7 separate regions of the Mus musculus genome follow, and regions 2, 3, 4, 5, 6 and 7 are each linked to region 1. The links are chromatin contacts, called in public promoter capture Hi-C maps. All regions are on one chromosome and are shown on one strand. Each heading gives the region's core, a stretch centred on a gene start, on an enhancer-like site or on the middle of the called end of the contact. The rest is flanking DNA. Distances are from core to core; before and after follow the strand shown.

The links. Promoter capture Hi-C pulls out the DNA fragments that hold promoters and counts their contacts.
Region 2: a promoter capture Hi-C map of pre-B cells shows a contact between it and region 1. The contact joins the promoter of Cnot3 here to the promoter of Zfp128 in region 1. A contact is called at or near these places in 4 of 39 promoter capture datasets (cranial neural crest, frontonasal cranial neural crest, maxillary cranial neural crest and 1 more).
Region 3: a contact with region 1 is called in a promoter capture Hi-C map of liver, with 3 times the contacts expected there. The contact joins the promoter of Leng9 here to the promoter of Zfp128 in region 1. A contact is called at or near these places in 4 of 39 promoter capture datasets (cranial neural crest, liver, maxillary cranial neural crest and 1 more).
Region 4: a promoter capture Hi-C map of pre-B cells shows a contact between it and region 1. The contact joins the promoter of Brsk1 here to the promoter of Zfp128 in region 1. A contact is called at or near these places in 4 of 39 promoter capture datasets (cranial neural crest, maxillary cranial neural crest, pre-B cells and 1 more).
Region 5: a promoter capture Hi-C map of pre-B cells shows a contact between it and region 1. The contact joins the promoter of Kmt5c here to the promoter of Zfp128 in region 1. A contact is called at or near these places in 3 of 39 promoter capture datasets (cranial neural crest, frontonasal cranial neural crest and pre-B cells).
Region 6: a promoter capture Hi-C map of second pharyngeal arch cranial neural crest shows a contact between it and region 1. The contact joins the promoter of U2af2 here to the promoter of Zfp128 in region 1. A contact is called at or near these places in 5 of 39 promoter capture datasets (cranial neural crest, frontonasal cranial neural crest, maxillary cranial neural crest and 2 more).
Region 7: a promoter capture Hi-C map of pre-B cells shows a contact between it and region 1. The contact joins the promoter of Zfp787 here to the promoter of Zfp128 in region 1. A contact is called at or near these places in 3 of 39 promoter capture datasets (cranial neural crest, frontonasal cranial neural crest and pre-B cells).

The regions. Positions count from the first base shown.
Region 1 is chr7:12,879,866-12,882,610 of GRCm38.p6, reverse strand. It overlaps Zfp128 (zinc finger protein 128), which reads right to left and starts at 1,433. Exons shown (of 4, transcript NM_153802.4): 1 at 1,251-1,433. The coding sequence starts at 1,316.
Region 2 is chr7:3,643,854-3,646,598 of GRCm38.p6, reverse strand. It overlaps Cnot3 (CCR4-NOT transcription complex, subunit 3), which reads right to left and starts at 1,330. Exons shown (of 18, transcript NM_146176.3): 1 at 1,015-1,330. It overlaps Gm15927 (a long non-coding RNA gene), which reads left to right and starts at 2,254. Exons shown (of 6, transcript XR_003946711.1): 1 at 2,254-2,346; 2 at 2,430-2,745.
Region 3 is chr7:4,148,541-4,151,285 of GRCm38.p6, reverse strand. Leng9 (leukocyte receptor cluster (LRC) member 9) reads left to right here and starts at 1,414. Exons shown (of 1, transcript NM_175529.3): 1 at 1,414-2,745. The coding sequence starts at 1,611. It overlaps Cdc42ep5 (CDC42 effector protein (Rho GTPase binding) 5), which reads left to right. Exons shown (of 3, transcript NM_021454.4): 3 at 1-26.
Region 4 is chr7:4,689,496-4,692,240 of GRCm38.p6, reverse strand. It overlaps Brsk1 (BR serine/threonine kinase 1), which reads right to left and starts at 1,313. Exons shown (of 19, transcript NM_001003920.3): 1 at 1,026-1,313. The coding sequence starts at 1,161.
Region 5 is chr7:4,738,740-4,741,484 of GRCm38.p6, reverse strand. It overlaps Kmt5c (lysine methyltransferase 5C), which reads right to left and starts at 1,358. Exons shown (of 9, transcript NM_146177.2): 1 at 1,246-1,358. Gm24537 (a small nuclear RNA gene) reads right to left here and starts at 2,653; the gene lies at 2,552-2,653. It overlaps Gm42369 (a long non-coding RNA gene), which reads left to right and starts at 1,405. Exons shown (of 2, transcript XR_881802.3): 1 at 1,405-2,193; 2 at 2,283-2,495.
Region 6 is chr7:5,060,726-5,063,470 of GRCm38.p6, reverse strand. It overlaps U2af2 (U2 small nuclear ribonucleoprotein auxiliary factor (U2AF) 2), which reads right to left and starts at 1,328. Exons shown (of 12, transcript NM_133671.3): 1 at 1,135-1,328. The coding sequence starts at 1,183. It overlaps Ccdc106 (coiled-coil domain containing 106), which reads right to left. Exons shown (of 5, transcript NM_146178.2): 5 at 2,686-2,745.
Region 7 is chr7:6,154,550-6,157,294 of GRCm38.p6, reverse strand. It overlaps Zfp787 (zinc finger protein 787), which reads left to right and starts at 1,330. Exons shown (of 3, transcript NM_001013012.2): 1 at 1,330-1,450. It overlaps Gm36371 (a long non-coding RNA gene), which reads right to left and starts at 76. Exons shown (of 2, transcript XR_391130.2): 1 at 1-76.

The DNA.
Region 1 (2,745 bases), core at 184-2,683:
CTATAGGAAACTTCACTTTACACAGTGAGACCTAAGTGCTTCATAGCAAGGCCTACAAGGAGAAACACTGAGTTCTCCTGCCAACAGCATGTGAATGAACTATCTTGACAGTGGGTCTTCTAGGCTCTGATAAGTCTCAAGTAATAACTGTTGGACTGTCATTTTGAATATAACTTTAAGAGCCTAGGGTAGATCCATAAACTAAGTCACTCTTGATTTCCTACCCCATCAGAAACCATGAAGTAGTGTTTATTTCAGGTCTCACTACGTTTTGTGTGTACTACCTGAAACACGACAACAGATTGATTAAACACACCTCTTTTCCCGCCCGTCTCATCGCTTACTCCTTGACAAACTGTCAGCCTCATGACGGTTACCTGAGACTTGACTGGGGCTGGCGAATCCACCTTCACTATGGCTCATTCATATAGCTGTTGATAGGCCTCAGTTCTCAGTTCTACACTCTGGTCACATTTCATGAAAAACTGAGATGACATGAATCTGATCATTTGCAATCTAAGACTATCATAAGCTTACTTTTCACACCAAATGTAATTAACGCAAATTTCCCCCAAGCAAACCAAATACCCACCTCCTGACCTCCAGAGCATAATTTCAAAGTTGCAGAACTTATGTATGAAATGGTCTTGGCTTCTGCTAGGTGAACTACGGTGAACAGAATAAGCAATTTGTCTACAAGTGCAGACTTTGATGATCAGGAGCTAGACAAACACTGATAGCCACACCTACCAGTTTTCCCAAGGCCCAGAAGGGCGTGACCCTTACTAGTTACTTCTGTTTTCCTAACTTGGTACCTCTGCCCCGTGAAGTTATGCCTTACTTGCAAAATAGGGGTCATGGTGCGGAGGTTCCCTTAAAAGTCGGTTGATTCTGCGCCTTAGGACATGTTTTGAGGACCGTACCCGCAATGTGGTTGCTCTGTAATGCTAGCCAGTCACCTGTCATCTCCGAGAACCGTCTTTCGGGATAAATGGGAGGGCGTTGGCCAGAGTGGGATCGAACCCCTGAGCAGAGCCTGTCAGTCCTCAGGGAAATGACCACCCTCCTCCCCTCCACCCCATGGCACGCAGACAGGAGGCTGAAGCATGCACACAGAGGGAACTAGATTTGGACCCAGGCTCGGAGGCTGAGCCACAGCGCTTGTTTCTCTTGTGGAAAAAGCGCCGCGGGTTACAGGTCACTCTGTCGGGGACAGCAGGACTCGGAGTCCAATCTGTCCTTTTTGTTACCTGAAGTTGTGTTGCTTGCGGCCGCGAGGCCATTGCCACTGTTGCTGCTTTGTCCTGGTGGTCCATTCCAGGCCAACAGGTTAGCCACAGACGTCCAAGGACACCCTAATTTTAAACTCAGCCCCGTCCTGGGGACCACCCGACTGGCCTCCCGCTGGACAATGGCGGCAGCGCCAGGGACACTGAGACTACAATTCCCAGAAGGCCACGCGCCGAGACGCAGCACTTAACCAATGGAAGCTAGCGCCAGCCCAACGTTGACCAATCGGGGAAGGCCTGGCCTCTGGTCTAAGGGAGTGCAACCACTCACAGGTCTTGTTTAAGGATCAGGTCTGGGTACCAGCAGAGGTCAGCTTACATTCCGTTACCTGCGGGTGCGGGCATCACTTGGGCTTCGAGTTGCCTGGAAAATAATCCTCCCGCCCTGACGGCTGAGTTCAGGGCATATATGCATCTGCACCGTGAGTTGGGCGCGCAGCGGCAAGGTCTTGGTGTTAGAATTGGTCAATCTGACCTGCTGCTGGAATTTTTTGTTTTGTTGGTTTTTTTGTTTTGTTTTGTTTTTTGGTTTTTTGGTTTTTCGAGACAGGGTTTCTTCTCTGTATAGCCCTGGCTGTCCTGGAACTCACTTTGTAGACCAGACTGGCCTCGAACTCAGAAATCTGCCTGCCTCTGCCTCCTGAGTGCTGGGATTAAAGGCGTGCACCACCACACCCGGCTGCCCGGCAGGCAGATTTCTGATTCCTGCCCAGTCTGGTGTACAGAGTGAGTTCCAGGACAGCCAGGGCTACAAAACCCTGCCTTGAAAAGGGAAAGAAAGAAGGAAAGAGAGAAAGAGGAAAAGAGAGAAAGGAAGGAAAGAAGGAAGGAAAGAAGGAAGGAAACAATGGGCTTTTGCTAGTTTTCACTAGGTTGATGATGTAATAGAAAAAGACCAAAAATACACTATACCCTTAAAGAGACAGAGACTATCAGGTGTAGAACAGCAGGCTCTGCCCTTCCTCCACTATCCCCACTCCCCAGTACTGGATATTGAACCTAGGTCTTTATGCAAGAGTGGTAAGTGCTCTAATACAGAGCTGCAGTCCAGCAAACAGCAGGTCCTTTTATTCTCATCCTCCCTTCTCTGTCTCTCCCTCCTTTCAGCCTAGTAGTTTCCTTTGTTCTCTCCTGGCATCTTCCTCACCAGTCTGACAATGACAGTAGTGTCATAACTGGTGCTCTGGGTCTGGGCTGGGCATTTCTAGGTTCTTGGCCTCTTTTCCAAAGAATTGAATTTAAGAGCTTACAGAAAAAAAGTAAGATAATGTTATTTGAGTAAAAGTGAAATTACATATTATGTAGGTATGCTATTAAAGATTGACAATGAGTTATGGGAGTGAAGATTCTCAGTGTCCAGATTATTGCTCAGGGCTTCCTTTTATAGGGTTCAGGAGAAGGGGGTGCTGATTACTAGATATGTAGTTTGGGTGGTTCTCTACTCTGATTGATAGAG
Region 2 (2,745 bases), core at 81-2,580, 9.2 Mb after region 1:
GGGAGACGGTGAGGAAGCCCCTAGCCAAAAGAACAGAAAGCTAATCCTAAGAGGGATGACAGTCCCGGAACCGAGATACAGCTGTTTAGAAGTGCTTCAACTGTCCCAACAGAAGAGCACCAACAACTGAAAGCATGGGAGCTCGCATTCCACCGACCCAGATCTAGAAAGAAAAGCTAAGCGGTCCTCACCACACACAGCAATACCTAACCACTTAGGAAGCTTCACCCACCGAGGCAGACCGTGCATCGTAGTGGAGCCTGCATCCCCAAAGCTAGAGTCCACTGATACCCCACCTCAAAGATGCAAAAGATGTGAAGCCAGGAAGTGAGCAATACGGTACAGTCCTGAATCCAAGGTTTGGGGAGGGAGTGTTAAAACAAAACACACACACACACACACACACACACACACACACACTCACAAACCCCATGCTTCCTTAAAAAGAAGATTGGTGGAAAGGGACCTCTAGGAGACTTCACTGCTAGAGCTGTAAGGACTAGGTGGAAACTTTGGCTTAGGCTCCAACTCACAACGTTAACTGCACCCTCGGGTCTTGGGGACTTTTTCCTCCACAAGATCCATCTCTTCCAAAGAGGCTTCCCCCTATCAAGACACCAACAAGCTGGAGCTTTCGGGTGCACTGAGGCAACGCTCCCGAATGGAGCTCCCGGGGAAGGCATGACTGCAGGAGTGGGCCCCGCGCCCAGAGCAGAAAGACCCCTCCGCGGCCCGCAGCGCGCCCACCGCTCCAAGCCCAGCCAGACGCGGAGGAGGACGGGCACCTCGCACCCGGGGCCGGCGCTCTGCCACGCGGGAGTCCGGACGCGGGAGGACAGAGAGAGGAGAGGGTCCCCGCCCGCCCGAGCCGAAGCTGGGCCCGAGCGCGCGGCTTGGGCCCGGCGGGAGCTGAGGCCGTGTCGCGACAGGCAGCAGGGTCGCGGAGCAAGAAGTCGGCCGATGGAGCTGAGGGAAGAGGGAAAGGGGTCCGGCCCAGTCGAACCTGACGCTCACCGCAGGAGCTGGCGCCGCCGCTGCGGAGCGTATCGCGACAGGCGAGGAGGGGGGAGAGAGAGGCGAGCGCCCGCCCGCCGCCTTTTTTTTTTTTTTTTTTCCTCTTTCCTCGCGCCCCGAGCCCGGGCGCTATCGCGATAAGAGGGCGCGAAAGCCGGAAGTAGGGTTGGGTTGTTGATAGAGGAAGTGGGCCCGGGATTGTTCTAGACGACCGAGTAGGGGATTCAGGGATCAAGGAAAGGCCCGGCAGCGGCTGCCGACGGCTCCACGGAAGCTGAACGGGCCCGGTCCAAGATGGCGGCGGCGGAGGCCTCCCCTCCTCTCTTCTCCTCTCTGGCGCCGGCCCGCCCCCGAGCCCCGAATATAGGTCCGTCATTGCTCCCGCAGTACGTCGCTCTGCGCCGTTAGGCGCGCCCCATTGGTTCCTAGCGAGAATGAGGCCAACCTCTTCATTATGATTGGCTGATCTCGGCAAGGCGCGGCGTTCGATTGGCCTCCCGCTCAGCTTGCTTGGATTGGCTCGGGTATTTCTTCCCAGCTCCTCCTCCTCCTCCCCTCCTCGGAGCACAACACGCCAGCGCGAGGACCTGGGTGTCAATCAGGAAGCCTGTGTCGTGCTGATTGGATGTGTCCGCCCCCTTACCCTAAATCAATTGGCAGCGGGGAGGAGTCAGGGTGAGGGGCGGGAAGTTACTCGTCAAGTTTAAAGGCAGCTGTAATTGGTTGCGAGGTGTATTCTACCCTGAACTCATTGGTTAGCTATGAATGTGGGTAGAGGAAAACGACAAAAAGCATAGCGTGTGAGTGTTAAAGGAAGCTTATCTAGTGGGAGACGGAGAGGTGCCAGAGGGTTGGGGATAGTAAACCCAAGTCATCTACCAATCAAAAGAGCCGCCAGCCCTAAGGGGAGGAGCTAGACAAACACCCCGCCCCTTCCCTCGGTTAGCCAATAGGGTAGCTATTAACCTGCCGACAGGTGTGGTTGTCGGAGCATCCTTCCTTTGCCTGTCTAGGCTGTTATCTGATCCTCGTAGTTATTCCCCAAGCGCGTTTGCTTGGTATATCTCTAAAACTCAGTGCTTTCTAAAGGATGAAAGAAAGAAAGAAGGAATCAGGAACATTGCAGAAGCGACTGAGAAACACAAGGCGTGGGACTGACGTTTCTCTGGTTAAGTTAGCAGACTGGGACCTTCCCTGGAGTTGCAAGGACTCCAGCTGTAGAGGAAACTGCGCTTTGCCCTACCTCGGTTACATCTGTAATGACTACTCACTAGAGTTCTGCTATGCTTCTTAAGGAGTAAACTTCTCCGACCACCCTTGCCGAGTGCTTAGGTGAGCCTCTGGTTTAATTTTGTTTGATTCCTGCCGTTTTTACACATACTTGAGTCTCACTCTCTGGATTTCTCGTTGTTTAGTACCCATGAAGCACTCCATAGCCCTTTGCTGACTAGGTTGCAAACGTGAGCACCACGTTTTCATGAATTGGGGAAACTCGATCTATCTCTGCCTACTATGTGGAGGAAAAGAAGATAAATCCACACTTGAAGAGAACGTGCACGTGCATTTCACCGCATCAGAATGGCATGAAGCAAGAGAGAAAAAATGGCTTATAAAAAGGCATATTCTTCGGCTGGAAAGATGGCTCAGCAGTTAAGAACATTTTCCTGCAGAGGACCAGTTCCCACAGGGTGGCTTGCATGCTTGTAACTTCAGTTCCAGATCTGACTCTTT
Region 3 (2,745 bases), core at 165-2,664, 8.7 Mb after region 1:
ATAAATGGCTGAGGTTTGTGCCATGGACTGTCTATTCACTTTACGCGGGAAAGGGTACAGAAGCAGTAGGGTGGTGCCACTTCTAGTTGGGGTGCCACCAACTAGAAGTCAAGTTGTCAGTGATGCTCCTTTAAGAGTTTGAATACGTATTCATGTAATGCCCCTCCCCAAAGGCGGAGTCTCTACCACAGTCCTATTCATCCCTCAAACCTTGACCGATCCTCACTACCACCTGGATAAAGTCCAACACCCGTGACAGCTGCTATCTGGCATAAAGAGTCACAGTCGCCTGGCCATCCACTTCCCTCCAGGTGCACTCTGACTGGGCGGCGCTTCCCTGCAAAGGGAAGCGGTTGGCGAGCCTTTGGAGCCACGAGGGTGTGGTTCCCGTGGGAAGGGCTTCAGGTCCCACCAACTGTGTGTCGCCCTGCGGGAGGCTGTTGCGTTACAAATCTGGGCACAAAGTTCAGCCTGAGACGTCCAGATATTTTAACATCTAGAGGTGCAGGACTGCCCGAACCTATATCGGGAGGGGGGTGAAGCAAAATTCTCAAAGGTTTTCAGAGGGGAGGAACAATTAGAATTAGTCTCTGGGTTTGTTTTGGGACGGGGCTATCTTAGGTCCCTAGAGGGATAAGACCAATTTAAATTAACCGAACCAGAGGTAGAGTAAGGGTTTTTATAGTTTCCAAAAGGGTGGGTCGTATATTTCAAACGTTAGGCTGGTGACAGGAGTAAAACCCGACCTCTACAAGGAGGCACAGGAGAAACCATTTCACCATGGTTGAGTCCAGGATAAGACCAATGAGGGGCGGAGCATGTGTAAAACAATCAGGTGGAGTGAGGCCAAGGTAAAGGGGTGAGGCTCCCAGGAAAGACATTTATAAATAACTTGACAGAGGCAGAACCAGGAGTCACTTTATTCGTTATGAGGTGTGGCATGTAAGATAATCAATTGCATGGGAGCTGGCTACAAACTTTAAAGACGGTTGGGGGCGGGGCCAAGACCGCTGAGTCCCACTCCTCTCCTCCCAACGAAGCTGCGGTGTTCAGGTAAATCAGTTGCTGCCCTGCCAGGCTCCCTAGAGGTCTCGAGAGGCTGAGCAGATGCAAAGTATCTGGAGGCGGCCGGAGGGGTTGTCTAAGCCCTACCCCCACCCAGGCTGCGGAGTATATGTAAATCGGATGCGGAGAAGCCTTTCTTGGGGCCCTGACAGCGGTGGGGCACTTGTCAAGTATTTGCTAAACTGTCTCGCTAAAGTCCCCAAAGGGAGAAGTTGTATGGAATAAGACGTGACTCCCTGGATGTCCAGAGAGAAGCTTGACGCACACATAAATTGGCTGGTTGGGCGGGGCCAGGCTCTTTAAGACTCCCTGAGGGGCTGGACATATGTAAATCATTTCAGGCGGGGCAAGAGGGGGTTCCCAGTGGCTTACAAACCCGGTACGCGTAAATAAACTGGACTTGAAATTAGAGCTCCAGAGCCCGTGTTACATTCTGACGCCCTGCCTGGTCCTTTGGCCTCCTTCCACCTGAGGCGGGAGGGGTTCCTGGCGTCACAGTTGGAGATCAACGCTGCAGACAGAGACCGCTTAGTGCGTGAAGGCCCATGGAGGCCTCGGCCGATTCCTCTGAGGCCCCCGCGGTCTGCCGCTTCTTCCTAGAGGGCCGCTGTCGCTTCGGTGCGCGCTGCCGTCAGCCACATCCCGGGGCCCCGGCGCCGTCCCCGGTGGTTACGCAACCGGAGGCTGGGTCCAAGAAGCCGGCTCTGCGTACTGCTGCTGACGTCATCCGACGCATCCGCTGGGACCCGCGCCTGGACCCTGCTGACTTTTCGGTGGGCTACACCGACCGCTTCCTGGGAGTGCAGGAAGAGCCATTCTGCGCCTTCTGCTGGGACGAGCCGCTGGCAGCGCTCGGACCTGGCGTGTTGGCAGTGCCGCAGCACCGCATACGCTACTTCCGCTTCCGCGGCCGCCTGGTATGGGACCGTGCCTCCCGTACTGACCTCATTTTTGGATCGGGCTCTGTGGCTGGTCGGGGACCCACTATCCTTGATGCGCTGGACGGCGGGGACGAGCATTGGACAGAGGTCACGGCAGAAATTCCCGACACAGAGAAAACAGGGGTGGGTTTAGAGGGTCTGGATACCCAGGATGCCCTTGCAGAGGCGGGTGGAAACCCGACCGGAACAGGTCTTGATTCGGGCCTGGAGACACACGAAGAGGGTGGGGCAATCAAAGAGACCAGAACTGGGCTTGATTCCAGCCTGGAGACACCTGAAGTGGATGGGCCAACCAAAGAGACCGGGCTGAATGGGACCACTGAGTTAGAAATGCCAGACCCAAGCATGAACTTCTCAGGAGTGAAGATCAGCTCAGTAGAGGAGCCCAGAGCTACATTGCTTCCACAGTGGCAGGCGCAGGGCATGGAAACGAAAGGGCTTTCTGCTGAAGAGATGGGAAATGTGTGGGATCCAGGTGTTTGGCCTGACGACAGAAGGGCCCCTCGCCAGCCCCGGCCCACACATTTTGTGGCACTGATGGTGACAGAGTCTGGGCTTAGGGCTGAGGTGGTCAAGGCCCAAGAGCATCTGGTCCGGATTGCCCCTTCTTGTGCTGAGTTCCTGGTACCAGCACAGGCCCTGCACTTGACAGTGGTCTTGCTAAGGCTGACAGGCCCTGGGGAGGAGGCTGCAGCAGCTAGAGCTCTTCGGAGAGCCATCTTGAAACCAGGGCTTCAGG
Region 4 (2,745 bases), core at 64-2,563, 8.2 Mb after region 1:
TCTCGAAAAACCAAAAAAAAAAAAAAAAAAAAAAAAGCTGTCATGGTCAGAAAGCATGCGTATTCCCTGACCACTCCTCAGATCCAGAGCTCAGCTATGGAAGGTGCCTCTTCTCAGTCCCAGGAACCCAGATCTTACCCCTCCGTCCTTAGACCCAGTAGTCTTGGCCCCAGCCCTCGTCCCTCAGGCCCAGCAGTGCAGGTACATGGCCCCTTCTCCTTCCAAAGTTCAAGAATTGAGGTCAACAGCACGTCACACTCTTACTACCAGGATATAAAGGTCTGACCTCCCTTTCCTATCTCAGGCCTGGAACTCAACTTCATAGGGACCCAGAACCCACAGCCCAGAACACTGGAGGTCATCCCTCAGTTCACCTCGATCCCCTGCCTAGAAGAAGATGGTTGTGGCCACACTCAGCCTTTAGCATCAATCAAAGATAACTCTGCTTTCCAGGGCCACTTCTGGCTGGGAGCTTAGCTTTCTACAGTCCACCTCTCCATTCTATTTCCACACTGCAGAATGGAGAGAATGTAGTCGACCTCACACCCTAGGGCTCCAGCTTGCTGCACGGAGCGCAAGTGACCGCTTTTGAGCATAAGAGGGACAGGATAGCAGCCTCTCTCGGGATGGATGCACCTCCACCCAGCCTGCACCTCCACCCTGCCTGCGGCTGTACTGCAGCACCCGCCTGCCTCAGCTTGCAGAATCAGCCCAGGTCCCACACCCGTAATGGGCCTACTTCCCCACAGCTTCCTGAAGCCCCTCCAATATCTGCCCCAATAGGGTTATTTGAGCCACAGTAGTCCAGACCCCTACTTCTCCCTGGAACCCACAAGTCTCAGACCCCTGCCATCTCAAGGCCCCAACGTCAGACTCTACTCCGTACACCGTGGGCACTTGGAACTCAGGACCCAAGCCCCTTTTCTACGAGGGACCCAGGGGTCTGCCCTTTAAATATCCATGGTCCCGCCCTCTGCCCCTTCCAGCACCCCGCCCCCGCCCCAGGTGTCCGCTTAGGTTCTCACCTGTCTGTCCTTTGCCCAGCGTCTTCTCCAGGCGATAGGGGCCCACATATTGGGCGTGCTGGGGTGGGTGTGGGTGTGGGTGTGGGAGGTGGTAGGCGGGGGAGCCCCCGCCACCTTCCTTGGACCCGGACGACATGGTGCCCTTGGTCCCGGCCCGACCGGTCCCCCGGCCGCCCCCCCTGCGGCCCGTCGCCCCGTTCCTCCGGTGGGGGCCGGCGACACCTCCGTCCCGGCCCCCCCGGTTGCTCCCCACTTCTCCGGGGGTCCCCAGGGGGCTGGGCTGGCCCCCCCAGTCGGTGGGCCGCAGAGCTGGGGGAGGGGGGGCTGCCGGGGGGGTCAGGCCCCTGGAATCAGCATGGCGGGGGGGGCTGCGCGGCCCCCCCTCCCCAGCCCGTCCCTGGCCGGCCCCCCCCTTCCTGTGCCTCCCCCTGCAGGGGGGGTCTGAAGTGTGGGGCCGGCGGATGCTGCAGGCCGAGATCCCCCCCGCCCCCCCACGCGCCCTCTCTCCTCCGCCTCCTCCTCCTCTCCGCCTCCCCCCGCCACCTCGTCCTTTCTCTCCGGCACGCTGACATCACCATCCGGGGACTCCCGGCCCTTCCCCACAGTTAACCCTTTCGGAGGGGGAGGGGGAGTGGCAGGGGGCGGGCCTGGAAGCTGGACGGACGGGGAGGAGGTGGGAAGATGCTGGGATGTATGGATGGGTGGAGGGATGCTGGAGGAGAAGGATGCTGCAGGAGAGAGGGATGCCTGAAAGGATGGAGGGAAGGATGGAGAGAGATACAGAACCAGTATTAGACAAGCAGAGATGAAGACACAAAGAGAAGTCTGACATACATTAGTAGATGGGAAGATGCAGAATATCAGAGACAGGGTGGAGGAGTGAAGGAGGTAATAACGGAGCGGGGAGAATTAAGAGTTCAAGGCCATTATAGCTATAAAGTGTGTTTGAGGACAGCCTAGACTACGTGAGAACGCCCCCTCAACCCACCCCCTCAAAAAAGAGCTGAAAGGGGCAGACAGGGATAGGAGACAAACAACAGACAGGGATGAGGAGATAGAAATGCAAAGGAAGATGTAGAGCGAGGGGGACAAAGAGAAATAAGGACTGTCAAGGGTCCATATATTCACAGGAGGGAATGATGCTGGGCTTAGATGGGAACAGACTGTGGAGTGTGTGTGTGGGTGGTGGTGGTGGCAGAGGATAAAAGAGACAAAGATAGAAAAGGGAAGGACTTTGGGGAGTTGGAGACCTAAGTGTGATCTATTTCTCTATGTCCTCTAAGGTCAACACTGTGTACTCCTTGGGCTAATTCTATGTTCCCACCGTTATCAGGGCTCCACGTTCTGCTCTTGTTTTTTTTTTTTTTTAAGACAAAGTCCAGCTGACCTCAAACTATGTGGCTGAAGATGACCTTGAACTTCTGATCCTCCTGCTTCTGTCTCTCAAGTGTGAAATTACAGTCCTGGAGAGATGATTCAGCAGTTAGGAAGAGTAGGCTGCTTCCCAGGGACTGGGGATTTGCATTCTCAGCATCTATACAGTAGTTCATGGCTGTATGTAACTCCATCTGGTTTCCGGGGATCAAAGTACACGTGGTACACATATGCACAGACAGTTATCCATATGCATATTTCTTCCAACTCCTTTAAAATTGTTTAAAAACAGTCCGATACCACCATGCTTTAATGTCTCCTATACCTTGATAGGTAGGCAGATAGA
Region 5 (2,745 bases), core at 109-2,608, 8.1 Mb after region 1:
AACTCCAAAGGCTTAGCATGGCAGGAGGGAGTTGGGATAGCTGGGCTCTCATCAAGGGAAAGGGGAAAAGGAACTCCATAGGAGCTTCTGGCCTGCCTTTGCTGACCCCCTGCTAGGCTGATTCTCCCGTCCTCAGCACCTCCCTCCAAGGTCACCCTCCTCTGGGGAGTGGTCAAAAGGTTGTGGGTGGAGCCCAGGCAGCCATTAGGGGAAGAAGGATCCAGTCCCTAATGCCTCTCCGAGGACTCCAGCAAAAGGGAAGCCCGCCAGAGGACAAAAAACAGGAAGAAGGGAGGAACAGAAAGGAGAGGAGGAACAAGTCAAAACAAAGGGTCGGAGGCAAAGAGGGGAAAAAAATAGATTCAGAAAACCAAATCAAATAAAATGGAGGGCCAGGTTACCCAGTACCCTCACTGTGGTGTGTCTGACAATTCTGCGCTTTGGGAGAGAGCAAGAAGGCAGAGTGTGGCAAGACACACTCCGCCACTCTGGGAGAAAGATCTGGAAAAAAAACGGTCTGGGTTAAATGAAGAGGGTGCTTAGAAAAAAAGCCTGGAAGCTGGGAAAAGACAAAGTGAGGTGTAGGGAGTATGATGTGAAGGGAGAGAAAGGGGAGAGAAAGATGGAGGGAAGTCAGGATTGGCGGGGGTGGGGGGAAGAAGGCACCTGAGGTTGCAAGGGAGGAGCCCACGAAATCCAAAGGGTAGATATGCCTGGGGTCCAAGGGAAGGGCTTAGCGGTTCCAAGCAGGGTTTGAGGGAATCCTGGGGGATTTGAAGTGATGGAAACCTGAAAGATCCTACGGGTTCGAGGAGGGAATTGAGGGCGCTAAGTAGCTAACTAAAGCCTGGGAAGGTTGCAGAAGGGGGCTGGGGAAACAGAGAGTCAGAGGAAGGGCCTCAGAGACCAGGATAGTGAGACAGGAGTCAGGAAGTGCCCTGAGTGTGACAGGGTAGGTAGGTTACGATGCAGGAAAAGGTGGTGGGGATGGGCCCTGGTGGGGCAAGGAGCGACTCCTAAGGTGCAAGGAAAGTCCTGAGAGTGAGAGAGGAGTCTGCATGGGCTCCAAGGGTGCAGGGAAGGGTACGAGTGAGGAGCGCGTAGATCCGCGGGGCTGGAGACTTGGACCGCAAGGTTCGAGGAAGGGCCCGGGGACAGCCGGTTCAGGGGGTGACTGGGAGGCCGGGCGGCGCGGGGCGGGGGCCAAGAGGGGGCTCAGAGGTCGGGCCCCGCGCCGCCCCTCACCCGCTTCTCCTCCTCCTTCTCCTCAGGAACCCGCGTTGCAGCCGCCACCTCCACCCACCGCCTCCTCCGGCTCTCGTCCGACACAGCCGCCGCGCCTCCCCTCGGCCGGCGTAACAAACAGCTTAACCTTCCTTTGGCCCAACCCGCCGTCACTCTTCCGTTGCTATGAAACTCGCGCTGTTCTTATTGGCTGACTCTCATTGCTCTCTTTTTCCCGCCTCTTCTGGCCCCAGTCGGTGCCCTGACAAAACCCCTCCACGCCCACTCTGTCAATAAATCCAGCGAACTACAGCCAATGGCTCGGGTCGCTGTCATTCAGGCGTTGCCATAAAAATCTGTCCCGCCTCTTCTTCTGCACTGTCCCAAATCAGTGCTTTCATTGGCTTAAAGAGCCGTCGCTCCAACAGAAACTCTGTTTGGGTCAGGTTATTCAGGTCCAAGTGAAAAGAGGGAGGGCTCTGTCAGAGACAAACTTCGTATATTATTGGTTGGCCTTGGACAGGACCACGCTTCCATTCGTTAAGGCCTCCGCCCATCACCCTAAATCCGGAGCTCTATTCTCTTTCTTTCAGCTTGAAGTGGGGCAAAATCCCTGAGCGAACCAGGAAGGAAAGAGGTGAATGCACACACGCGCCATCGCGCTCCCGGCCCCAGGAGACCATTGGTTGCCATGGCAACAAAACTTCAGTGCCAACCCTGCTTAGCAAGAAGATCTTTTCTCTTTCCCAGTATTCCTTATCTTTGGAAAATTGTACCTACAAGAACTCTGTGAAGTTTTCTTGTCCTGCCTGTGAACAGTTCAGAAAGAGACGACGCTGAGAAGTTGGGACTTAGAAGACAAGCTCTGATTCATGGGGCACTCCCCTGGGGAAACCCCTTAATTAAGATTACCCACCTCTTCAATCCTGCAAGTATAATTAGCAGGATATCATAATTACGTCCAAACAAGTAAGCTTACTTTTGTTTTTGTCTTTCCTGAGTTATCTATTTGGTGGGTTAGGATAATGCCTACAGCACAGAATGTTTTGTTACTACAGACTGAAGGAACAACCGATTGAAGTGAGATGGGACATTGAAATGGCCCAGTGTGTAAAAGCACCTGCCCACAAGTCTCATAGCCAGGATCCGCATAATGGAAAGAAAGCACCGACTCCTGAAGGTTGTCCTTGACCTCCACATTCATGCCAAGGCGCGCGCGCGCGCGCGCGCACGCACACACACACACACACACACACACACACACACACAATTGATTAAATCATAGTAGCTTCTCTTTTGAGACATGAGCTTTGACTGTCCTAGAACTCACCATGTAGATCAGGCATGAATTTGCTCGTCATCCTTGCACAGGAGCCATGCAAATCTTCACTGTATCGCTGCAATTTTAGTATATGTGCTGCTGCAACATTTTGTTTTTAAGGAGGCTGAAGTTTTGCACCGTTCTGTGATCTTGGGGTTTTGCCAACTCACAGCTTCATGGTTGCGTCTACAAAGCAAATA
Region 6 (2,745 bases), core at 79-2,578, 7.8 Mb after region 1:
CTCCTCAATTCCAGCTTCATTTCAAATAATTCTCAAGGTCTCATCCAGTGCCCCAACACAAGACAGCTTAAGTCTCAACCCTCAAGAAATTTAAACTCTTCGGTCTCAAAAAAGAAGAGGTTGTAGAGAATGTCTTGTAAATCAACGTTTTCCTCGGTATCCCTAAATCCGCCAGCACCAACATAGCCTGCTTGCCTTTCTGATCCAAATTCATAGTACAAGATCTTACCTTGGGAGCACCTGCCTCCACTAACCTGTTAATGGGCCAGCTCCCTCTTCCCCATTCTGTTGAATATTTTACAATCCCTATAGTGTAACTGGCTTTAGGTACCCGAGTTTGGAATGATACAGGACCTGGGCTTTGCCTAAAACCGATAAGTTTAGGGATTGTTAGGGATATGGAAAACAGATATTGTCTGCCGCCAAAAAAAGCCCCAAGGCATACATGATTTATGCTCAACAGGAGCACAAAGAACGCAGACTTCCCTCTTTGGCGGGCAAACAAGTGTAGGACACATTTTTATCTAAGACACCGCAAAGCCGGAGACGGAGACGGAGACAGAAACATCGAGGTAGGAGAGTTCTGGAGAAATCAAAAAAATATGAACAGGCTCGAAACCTACAAGCAGCGGGAGATTGCACTGCCAGTCCACGTGAAGGAAAAGGAAAGGAGGGGGGGGGGCTGATTCACCACCGCCATTTTGGAAACAAAGGGGGCGTGGAGAAAAGAAAAGTACGCACGACCGGAAGCGGAAGTGCCAAGGCAGCAAAAGAAAATGACAGAATTTAGAGACCAAAATTCATCTTTCTCAAGTAAAAGACAAAAATTTAAAACGACAACAGAAAAGCTTCACATTACGGAATCCCGCGCGCTCTCAAGGCATCTACTTAACAAAACGCGCCGCCTCCGCCGAGACCACGTGGGCGCGGGCTATTGCGGCGCGCACGCGCCCTGAGCCTCGCCCGCCACCCCTTCCCTCAGCGCCGAGAGGAGGTCACGTGAGCTCGGCGCGCGCGGCACGGACGGGGGGGTGGGGGGGTAGCGTGCGGCCCTAGGGAAGCGAACAAGAGAGGGAAATGGCGGGGGGGCACAGGGCGAAGCAAGAAGCCACCCCACAACCCCGGCGCCCTCACCTTGTTTATTCTCGTTGAGCTGCCGCTCGAACTCGTCGAAGTCCGACATGCTTAGGCGGCCGCGTAGGGCCCTGTGCAGCTCTCGCCTCGCCTTGCCGCCCGCCCGCTCCGGCTACTTCCGCCGCTGGCTTCGGCTACTTCCGGCCCCCGCCGGCACTCCGTCGCCTACCTAATCAAGCCCCAAGCCCCGCCCCTCCCAGGCTCCACCCCCTCGTCCCGCCCGACCCGCCCCCCCCCGGAACTTCCCCGAGCTCGGCTCCGAAGCCTGTCGGCTGTTCTCGGACGGAGCAGTCGGAAGGCGGCGGTCGCCGTCAAAATCACCCGAAGCGAGGATTATGCCGGCTGCCCGAGTTTCGGTAACTTTTCGGAAACTAGCGTTTCAACGTTCGGAGGATTCCGCGAGTCTTCGCGTTCCCCGACACCAGCCCCCTCTAAAGACACGGATTTTCCTACAACTCAAACCGTCTGTCTCTGGCCTCCTCTGGAAATCCGTCCCACCCCTCGCCGACCCTGTCCAAGCGGTCAGTCACTTCCAACAATCCTAACCGTCCGGGCCTTCGGCTCTTTCCGAAGGTTTCCAGCGCTCGCTCACCGCCCCTCTAGAGATTAAGCCCGATTCTAGTCTTCGGCTCTTTCCGGAGGCGCCACAGGGTCACTCCGCCCCTTCCGGAGAATATCGGTCCCTTCCGCCACTGCTTCGGGAAGGTCTCACGCCCAGGAGGGAAGTTCGGCTCTTTCCGCTCTTGCTTCGGCTCCTTTCGGCTTAAAGACCCGAAAAGGGAGGGAGGACTGATGGGAGGTGGGCCAGATAGCTACGGGGGAGGGGGCGGGGTCTCAGCTTTCGGTCCCTAGCTCTCTAGGAGAAAACTGAAAAAACTGACCTCGCGGAAGGCCAGAGAAAGTGTGTGGGACAGTAGCAGCCAGTGCGACAAAGGGTGTTCGAGGCCGCTGCGGAGGTTGTTAGCTCAGCTTGGGACGCCTGCGCACGGTGATTGGAGAGGGGTTTCTGCGCCTGCGTAGCGGTCTAGGGCACGTTTTTCTCAGCGCTCCGGAGGATCCGCCATTCTAAATCCACATTGCGCGTGCGCCCGATCTCCTCCCACACACCCCTTCCCCCACCGCCAACCTCAGCCCCCAAGGCACTAACTTCAAGACGGTTAAACCTGACTGCTCTCTCCCGGTTGCCAAGGCAATCGCGTTAAATTGTCCGCCCCTGCTCCTGCTGCGCAAGCGCCGAATGTGACACCTCCGAGAGATCTCCTGACCCCTGGCGGGCAGGCGGAAAAGAGTCTACCCAGCGCCCCGGTACCTCCTCCGGGCTGGCTCAGCTAAACGTTCATTGAATCAATGCCCCAGGCGCTGCCTTCTTAAAGTCGTCTTACCTCAGTTTCTCCTACTGCTCCGCTTCCCACCTCTGCCTCCTGGGGCTAATTACACCCTACCCTCCCCAACCTCTCTAGAGGCTTCTGGCTGAGCGCTCCTGTCCCAGTCTCCGTGGCGACGGCCACCCCTTCCCAGCATATTCCCTTCCTAGTAAGACCTGGGGCCCAGTTTATTGAAAATTTTCATGTCTCTTTAATTTAAACTCTCAGAATAATACTCTGTCTTTGC
Region 7 (2,745 bases), core at 81-2,580, 6.7 Mb after region 1:
CCTTTTAGTTTTGTTAGCTTTGAGCCAGGAAGGGATAGTTAATTTTTTTTTTTTTTTTTTTTTTTACTGTCCTCCGTTTACTCTTTACCTTTGGGGCCATTTTAATACCCCTGCTGTGGGTTCGCCTTTAGCCTTTTGATCAGTTACAAGCAGCCTGTGATCTTTATCACCCGTTGAAAGGTCCTGGCTGGTTTATCTTTAATCTAACCACGGAAGTCCAGCGCTTGAACATGAATTACAGGCAGTTTGGACATTTTCCATTACAGGGCTCAGCATAGGCCTCCTCTTGAATTTTCTAACTCTCTACACATCCTTAACAGTCTGCTGAGCAAAGACTTCTGGAGCACCTTGCTAAGGAGATGGCTATGCTTTCCATTTTCTTAGCTTGTCCTCAGGTGTCATGTATCGTTTTGCCTGTGGGCTTTGCTTCTTTAGGCTGCCCAGGATTTTCTCTGGTGCAGGAGGAGTTTGTTTAAAAAGTCCATCCCTTACTTAGTCCAAGTGTCAGCAGCACCTGACGCCTGCTTTTGTAAAGGTAGTTACGTGATGATGATACCATTTGTCTCAGAGAAGCTGACATTGACTTTCAAGTTTCAAATTGTGCCTTGGAAGCAGATATCTGTAGAGGGTCCTTTCATTCCTTTTCTTCATCATCAGCATCCTCCAAACTGTGATGGACCTTTCTTCTAGGAGAGTAATAAGTCATAAACACTTAATTTGGAGCCCTACTCTGAAGGTTCGAGGTCATTCTTGCTATGTCACTTAGTAAGGTAATGTGACCTCTGGTTCTCTGCAAAACAGGCCGATTTCAAGATGAGGTCGTCCCAAAATGCAACCCGCACCGGAGGCTCGAGCGGAAACATTTTGGGGAAAAACTCCAGATCTCGTGAACCGAATTTTTTCTTGAGACCGGCGTTGGCCTGGAAGCGCCCCGGGGCGGAAGGGGTTACGATGATAGAGACGACAGGAGGACTGGAGTAGTGGGAGCGTCGCCGCGGGCAGCTCACCGCGCAGGCGCGAGCGACGAGGCTGGGTTGGGGGCCGCCCCGACACCCGGAAGTGTGCGCCTAACGGGTCGAGCCCAGCCTTCTGTCCGGGGAGGGGGCGGGGCCCGAGCCCCTCGGAGCGAGGCGCCATAGAGCAAAACGGAGGACCTGGGTCCTAGATAATTCCGGAAGTAGCGTCCCGAGGCGCCTTTCCGTACCATAGAGCCGGAGGGGGTAGCGGTCAGGGGTCCTGGAGCTCCTCTGCCTAGAGTGGCGAGGTAGCGGTGGCGGCCTGGGAGGGGGAGGAGAGGGAGAGGCGCGAGCGGAAGCGGCCGGGAAGGTCACTTCCGGCCTGGGCGCCCGTCCCCCTGACCCCAGGGTCTGAGTCGCCGCTGCCGCCGCTGCCACCATCCGCGAGGCAGGCGAGAGGAAGAGTGCGGCGTGACGGCCCCGGGGCCGCGGAGGTGAGGGCGGCCGCGGGCTCAGGGGGGCGTGCGCCGAGTGGCTGGGATGAGAGCGCGTCGGGAAGCTGGGCTTCGGACGGGGGTGGGTGGGGAGGCGGGAGGGCGAGCGCGGCAGAGCGGACTAGTGCGCGTGCGTGTCGTGTTAGGGGTGTGTGTGGGGGGGGTGGGCGTGAGCGGGCGCGCGGCCGGGGAGTTCGCGCGCGCGCGCGGGAGAGATTGGCGCCGCGGCCTGGGACAATGCGCGTGCGCTACTCCGGCGGCAGTGCTGGGCCGGCAGGCACCTGGGTTATCCAACCGGTGGGGTCCGGGCCACCCGGACTGGACTTGCAGCCGGTCATGGCCGGAAGTGCCAGGGACTTGTTGCGGGGGCGAGGCTTGATGTGGGGAGAGACCCCGCCGCCTGGATTGGGCTGACCGGAAACGGCGGCCCATGGTCAGTCTCGGCCCAAGTTCTCCCAAGTCCTCTCCTTCCTCAAATCGAGTCGCCTGGCCCGTTGCTGCCTCGGGGGCCATGCGCTGGCCTTTGATCCAGCGAGTAATTACGGGATGCAGGTGGCGGGAGGCTCATTCATCTATTTCCCCCGCGCGTGCTGACCGGCGGCAGGAAACACGTCCTGGGAGGGGAAGCGCCAGGCCAAGGTCAGCACCGTGTGGGTCGTCCTGGGCCGCCTGGACTGTTGCCTTCCTCCCCTGGGCGGACACAGGGCTGGGTCCAGCGCGGAGCCCCGCCCCTTAGCAGACCTCCCGCCTCCACCTCCAATCTGTACAAGAGTTAGGTCATAGGGTGACCCCCAAGCCCCGGGAATGTGTGCCCCAGCACTTACAAAAGGTCAGTCGGAAAAGTGATCCACAGACGAAGAAGTGAGTGGGGAGTGAACTGACACCTGTCTTAACACCAGGATAGGAAAATGAACATGAACTGGGGTTGGAAAGCAGGAGCTGAGACCTGACCCAGGACGACCTTAGGCGTTATTGCCCAGGTCGTTATTAAAAACGCAGACCTGATGGGTTCCCCCAACCCCTTAATTTCTGATTCAGGCTCCATGTTTGGCGTTGTTGAGAATCTAGCTGAGATCTGGCCTCTGCTCTGGGGAAAGCTTTAAGCCTCTTGGGTCAAGTGCAGGTAACTTTCCCCTCCTGCTTCTCTGGAGTCACTGAGTGCTGTGCTGCCATGGCCCAGAGAACTTTCACATTAGATTCTGACTTGGTTTATCTCATGTGTTCTCCATCTGAGCAGAGAAGGGTATATCCTCAGGCTTGGCCCATGGTGAAATTCAAGAATGATTTGCAGCTAC